Linked DNA regions of Mus musculus: region 1 is linked to region 2. A link is a contact called in public HiChIP or PLAC-seq data. All regions are on one chromosome and are shown on one strand. Each heading gives the region's core, a stretch centred on a gene start, on an enhancer-like site or on the middle of the called end of the contact. The rest is flanking DNA. Distances are from core to core; before and after follow the strand shown.

Region 1 (3,217 bases), core at 296-2,795, 770 kb before region 2:
GCCAAGTCTTGAGGAAAGTCCAAGATGGCTCTATGGGGACCCTATTGCAAAGGGGGCTCCACAACACCAAATCAAAAGGACATCTGATCTGGGCAAGACAGGTCAAGCCTTCCCACAGATACCAGCACCCAGAGCTCATCAGCTCACCATGGAAAGGGTGTCTCTGGGAGATAGGAGGAAGGAGCCTCCCACTGCACCCTTCCCTCCAAATCCTGACCCAGCAAGCACTGCCACCTATAATAATTTGATAAAATTTAACTTTCCGAGGACAGGCAGCCATGTGGGCCCAATGCCATCCCTACTGTTGGATAAACATGAGGTCAAAGATCAGTGACTGGCACAGGGAAGGTGGCTAATGGGGCGGTGGGGTGGGGTGCCTCACTACTCCCCCAGTCAAGCAGCTACTAGACAACAGGCCTTGGAGAGCTGAAACCCTGCTTAATGCCAGGAACAAATCAGCATTCATTCAACAAGTCTCTGGCACACTTAGTAGTCAAGAGCCCAAGCCTCTTTCCCAAACTGGAGGAGTGAGTGGCTGTACTTTTTTAACCCCACAGCCTCTTGGGCCACTCAAGGACCAGAAACTGTCACAGGACAAGTACAAATAAACAAGCTATATGAAGGAATTCGATCAGCCTATACAACCTCAGGAGAATGGAGAGTTGTGAAAACTAGAAATACTGGGCGGACGCTTTCAAACAATCTAAAGAATGATTATTTGAACTGTGAAATGAATCACAAGATTCATTTTCAATGAGTTTCTCCCAGGGTCAGTGACACAGGCCTATGATCTTAGCACTTAAGAAGCAGAAGCAGAATGATCAAGAGTTGAGGGCTAGCTTAAATTACATGAGAGACGTTGTCTCCAAAAACCAAGGGCTTGGCTGAGAGACGGTGACCTGAATTCAAACCCAGGAACACAACCTCCACACACTCAGCATAGCATGTTTACCTACACACACACACACACACACACACACACACACACACTCTACACACACAAATACACACACATACTCTCTCTCACACACACACTCTCACACACACACTCTCACACACACACACTCTCACACACACACTCACACACTAATTTTTAGGTTTTTGTTTTAAGGGTTAGGGGTGTAGAATGACTGAAGTAGAAACCATTAGAGCCTAGGTATGACTTCCTACCCCATTAAAAATAAAAACAACTTTAAAACAAAACAAAACAAAACAAAAACAAAAACAAAACAACCCCAGCTCACTGGGAATCAAAAAGAGGCTGGATATAGGTGAGTGGTAGATGACCTGCCAAGCATGGACAAGGCCCTGGTTCCACCCCCAGCGTGTGAGCATGAGCTCACAACCCTGATAAAATTATAGATCTGACCCTATACATACTGACATCAGCCTCAACCAGAGACACTATGTATACTAGAGCCACAGGCAATGCGCACTGCAGACTGAAACAGAGTATGTTCTGAGAGGTGTCAATCTGATGACGGATGCTGGGACAGACAGCTCTGCTGCTTAGTCATGCCTGGCCAGCACTTCCTCTAGTAACCTCACTCTCACTGCCCTGAGTGAAGTTCTGTGGTGGCCAAGCCCCAAAAGGGCCACTCACAGATGGCCTAGTGGCTACTCTCTGGAATGGACTTCAAAATGTATAAATCAGAGAACCAATGATTAAGAATTGTTAAATCTACTTTCTCTTAAAAAAAAAAAACAAAAACAAAAACAAAAAACTTCCCCCAATCACACCACACACACTGAGACCTCACTTGTATTTTACATCTTATACTTAAGATATTTTTTTGCAACTTTTTATTTATAATTACATAAGAAAACTGAGCCTCAAGTGGTGGTACACGCCCTTAATCCCAGTCCTCAAGAAAGCCCAGGATCTCTGTGAGTTCAAGGTCATCTTGCTCTACACACTGAGTTCCAGGATACAGTGAAACTCTGTCTTTACAAAAAGAAAAAAAAGAAAAAAAAATATCAAGAAATAAGGATAGATAAAATCTAATTATTAAAACCAAAACATGTCAATATAAGAACCTGTAACGACTTTAAATTAATGCATTAATTCTATCCTTAAAGACATTATGCAACATGAGAGGAAAAATTTACATGACTCACACTACCAAGCCCTACACCTAACTATGTTACCTTAGGCAAGAAACTTAACTTGGCAGATGGTGGTACCTCTTACAGGAAGCAACAACCTGTAAGACCCCGAGTCAAAGATAGCAAACTAACATTTTTAAAGGGTATTAAGTCATAAACAACAACATGAACTAACCAGTACCCCCAGAGCTCGTGCCTCTAGCTGCATATGTAGCAGAAGATGGCCTAGTCGGCCATCATTGGGAAGAGAGGCCCCTTGGTCTTGCAAACTTTATATGCCTCAGTACAGGGGAACGCCAGGGCCAAGAAGTGGGAGTGGGTGGGTTGGGGAGCAAGGCCTAGGGAGGGTATAGGGGACTTTCAGGATAGCATTTGAAATGTAAATAAAGAAAATATCTAATAAAAAATTGTTTAAAAAAGGACATATGCTAATGCATGCAAATGCAAAGTATTTTGAATAAAATTAACTTTGTAGGGGAAAATGGATTTCAAGAAGTCATAAATTGAGAAGTAACTGAGTCTTTAAAATAAAATATTGTTTCTCCAACATATACCAGCAAGATGGCTCAATGGGTAAAGGTGTTTACCACCAAGCTCATTGCAAACTCCAGGGTCTTACAGGCAGAAAAAAGCAGCCACTCTGCAAGTTACCTTCTGACCTCTGCATGTGCCAATGCACACCTCAGACAATAAATAACAAATAAACATTTAAAAAATGTTAAGCACCCTAAAATGCTAGGATATATGACAAACCTACCTTTCCCCACATTTCACTACATAATGTCTACAAGCCGTGGTTAAGGCTTTCTGCTTTTTCAATTCCCAAGTCACTCCTTATGTGAAAACTTTTTAAAAAAGAAATAATACATGGGGCTGGAGGAATTCTTCAGTGGCTAACAGCACTTGCTCTTGCAAGGGACCTGGGTTCAGTTCCTAGCACACATACGGCTGCTCTCAACCATCAATAATTCTACTTCCAGAGGATCCAATGCTCTCTTCTGGCTCCATGGGCACCAGGCACACAGGTTCTACATATACATACATACAAACATACATCCTTTTTTCTCTCTTAACTAGTGTTAGGGTGTTAAAGAGGTGGAAGAAAAGGGTG
Region 2 (3,304 bases), core at 10-2,509:
TTCAGAGGAGAAGGGTAACAGAGCTGAGGCCAGGTCATGGTCAAGGTCCCCTCTGATGTTGTCATTGTCTAGCTCCCAAAGTCCTCGGTAGCCCAGGTCTGGAATACACTTCAAGCAATGGGTATCCTTACATAGCACCACACTCATCCATGTCTTCTTAACCCTCTTCTACAGCCTCTTCCTCTGCAGGAATGGCCCCTAGACATAGGGCTGGAGTCTAACCGAACAAGCCTGGAAGCCCTTTGTCATCCCTAAAGTAGAAACAGCGATAACAATTGGCCTGGTCCGGCTCCTATATTCCCTAACAGAAGTATTCAGTGAGATCTACATCTACATGTAAAATTCAGCCTTGCTTTGTAGTGCATTTGACCCAAATTAACATCAAATTATAAAGACAGAGCTGAGGCTCACAGCTGGTTAACTCAAAGGTTTAACAGGCAGCTAAGATCCAGGCTGGGGAACCTAATGCAGGCAGGGAAGGAGTCAGTTCTGTTCCTAGATGGTGATGCTTAGAGATACTGATGAGGAGAATAACTCATGAGACTAAGGCTGGAGACTGTCCTCCCTACCAAAGATCTCCTGGCTGAGCCTGAGGCCCTGGGTCCCAGAAGCACTCACCTGACCTTCCATCCATGCCTGAAGAGTTGGGAACAGACATGTCAGCAGGAGTGGGGAGGACACATCCCACCTTCTCCTCGGAGTCTCCATGACTCTCATGAAGACAAGAGATACAGATAAGCCCTGTGCTATTCCTAGGGAGAACCTAGCCCCGCGCCTCCCTCCCACTGGATGACAGGATACCCTATGAGCAGCATCCCCACCCCTCCTCTCCACAGGAAAGGAGCCATCCAGTCAGTCAGACAACAGCCTTCGGGCCTCAGTCTCCACAGGCTGTGTTCCAGTGCATGTGGAGTCTGGGTGGACATAGGACACGAGGGGAGATGTGGTGAGCTTCTTGTTAAGCATATGGGCGTTCTAGGCCTAGGCTGGGCAGATCTAAAGTGACTAGATACAGCACACAAGTCTGAGGAAAACTATGACGAGCCAGCGCCAGGGAGAAGGGGCACTCGTTGAGCACGTTTTACTGAGTGTCACTCTGGCAGCCCTGGGCACCAGGACTACAGAAAAGCCAGAGCTGCCCCCTTAAGAACCTGACAAGTCAGAGCTTACAAGGGCCACAGAGAAAGGTCAGGGTGGAAGGCAGGGGCAGCACTGGCACAGAGGAAGTGAGCCTGCTGTGTGGCCCTCCCGGAACTCGCTGAGAGGCAGGATGTGGAGCCAAGGCAGGCCAGCATGACTTCAGTGACCAGTCATGACACTGCTGGGATAAACCCAGACTAATTCTTTGTTATCTATCTAGCTGATCCTTTTACTCCTTGTGATAAGTCTGGGGTGTGAGAAAGATAAAAACCTACCCAAGGCCAAATACCTAATGAAGGCCCCACTGGCTAAATGGTAGAGCCTGGACTCTGGCCCTGAGCCCTGTTCTCCTGCCAGGGTCATCACCCGAGATGGGTAAGCTTCTGCAGGTCACAGTCCCCAGCACACCCCCAAAACACAGTAGAACTGCACTGGGTATCACCTGGACAGACAAGGCACCACCTACCTCAAGAGGTCACCATTACCTGCAGACACAGGCCAACCCACCCCAGATGTGAGTCCTCCGGCCCAGGGCCAGATGCAATAGCGATCTATCCTTGGAGGATACTGAAAGATGGATACCTAGAACATGTAAGCTGGCAGGTGAGGGGTGGCTTCCCCACCAGCTGGCGCTGGGGAAAAGGAGACTAGCTCAGTCAGCACTTTCTGCTAAAACCACTTGCAAAAAATGAGGCTGTGAACACAACTCAGCCTCTCAGCTCCCTGCACCCTCAGTGGCCCTCGTGACTCTGCACAAAGCCCAACTGTACACGACTGCAGACCCAGGGAGGCGGGGGTCTCCAGCAAGCTTAGCCTCTCTCCTGAATCACAGAGCCTCCACTTCACCCCGCTGAAGACTGTGCTCCCTGCATGCAAAGAAACACTTCAGCCCCACAATGCAGAGCTGTCTAAGGCTTGCTGGATCTGGGGAGCATTTGCAAAGAGGGAGTCCTTGTCTTCAATAAACCCCTTGCCAGCAAAACTTTCACTCATCCCACTACAAATTACATAGCTGAGGTACATGATCACACACAGCATTTGCATTAACAGAATAACGCCCCCCAAATCCAACGAGAGATGAACAGCAGAGCAGACAGACTGCTGTTTGATTTTAATGTTCTGTACCAAGCCCTGCGCTAGGCTCTCCGTTCACCATATCCTCACACTCACAAGCACCCTGCCACCCATTGTACAAATGAGCAAACAGGTAAAGAGGGCTATGGAGACAGATGGAGGCCACCCAGGGTCAGACTCTGGTCTTTATTCAGGTCTCAGGCCCTCACCCTCACCACCCAACCCTGAGAAACAATCCCAAGGGTACTCCAGGCAAGCTGCCTCTCATTTTCTCTCTCCATGGACTAACCCTGCACACATTATCCCAGGCACTTGGGGCTGGGAGAGTCATCTCAAAGCCTGGCACAGTTGCACAGCCAAAACTAACCTGGGACCATCACTAGGAGGCCACCTGCCTCTTGGCCTGGGTGCCTGGCAGGGAGGGCCACAGAGCACTCTAGTCTCCCTGCCCCTGGAGCTAGCTTAGGCTTGCCAGGCAAACACCATGTTAGACTCAGTCTTTAGCCTCGGTCACTCCTTCATAAACAGGGTATGGGATATGGTAACGTTGCTTTGCCTGGCCAAATGGAAACCCCAAGACAGCTCATGACCCTCACTAAAAAGTCAGTCATCTCTCACTAGCCCAAGACCCCCCCTCCTGGTGACTTTAGGCTGCTAACAAGTGCACAGGACCAGCCCACCAAAGGCTCTTCACAATATCCAAGCAGGTAGCAGAACCCATACACAACAAGCAGTCTGTAAAATCAATGTTGTTCCCAGCAAAGCCTACAGCTGGGTCTAGGGCCTGTGACTTCTCCCATAAAACACCTGGGGAGCTAAGGCGCTGAGTCCCTTTGTTAAGTTCAAAGAGACTCAGCAACTCCCTGCTTTTGAAGTCAGGTCTGCTCCAGACACTCTGCCAATATTGTCACTACAAGGTTCAGAGCTCAGAGCATAGTGCCAAACACCTTCCTGCGGAATGTTGCAGTTGGTCCACGCAGCAGCAACCCTTCCCCATCACAGAGGAGGAAACGGGGCGGGGGGGGGGGGGGGTTTCAGAAAGGTTATACAAGTCGTTCTATGAGACACTAAGCCTGGCCCTCACTATAAT

What was found. HiChIP or PLAC-seq counts read pairs in DNA pulled down with a chosen protein or histone mark.
Region 1: a contact with region 2 is called in an H3K27ac HiChIP or PLAC-seq map of microglia, with 5 times the contacts expected there. The contact joins two enhancer-like sites. A contact is called at or near these places in 1 of 39 promoter capture datasets (erythroid cells) and 1 of 115 datasets of contacts at active chromatin or transcription factors (microglia).

The regions. Positions count from the first base shown.
Region 1 is chr2:132,267,694-132,270,910 of GRCm38.p6, reverse strand. All of the region lies in intron 1 of Cds2 (CDP-diacylglycerol synthase (phosphatidate cytidylyltransferase) 2), which reads right to left. Gm46766 (a long non-coding RNA gene) reads right to left here. Exons shown (of 2, transcript XR_001783482.2): 2 at 1,807-3,217. Among named protein-coding and RNA genes, the nearest start is that of Gm46766, 5.8 kb to the right of the region's middle. Within about 2 kb of position 1,545, at least 136 of the 459 cell types and tissues checked have an H3K27ac peak or open chromatin away from gene starts, as enhancers often do. A contact at or near this core is called in microglia, where this site is marked.
Region 2 is chr2:131,500,701-131,504,004 of GRCm38.p6, reverse strand. All of the region lies in intron 1 of Smox (spermine oxidase), which reads right to left. Among named protein-coding and RNA genes, the nearest start is that of Gm30679, 10 kb to the right of the region's middle. Within about 2 kb of position 1,259, at least 63 of the 459 cell types and tissues checked have an H3K27ac peak or open chromatin away from gene starts, as enhancers often do. A contact at or near this core is called in microglia, where this site is marked.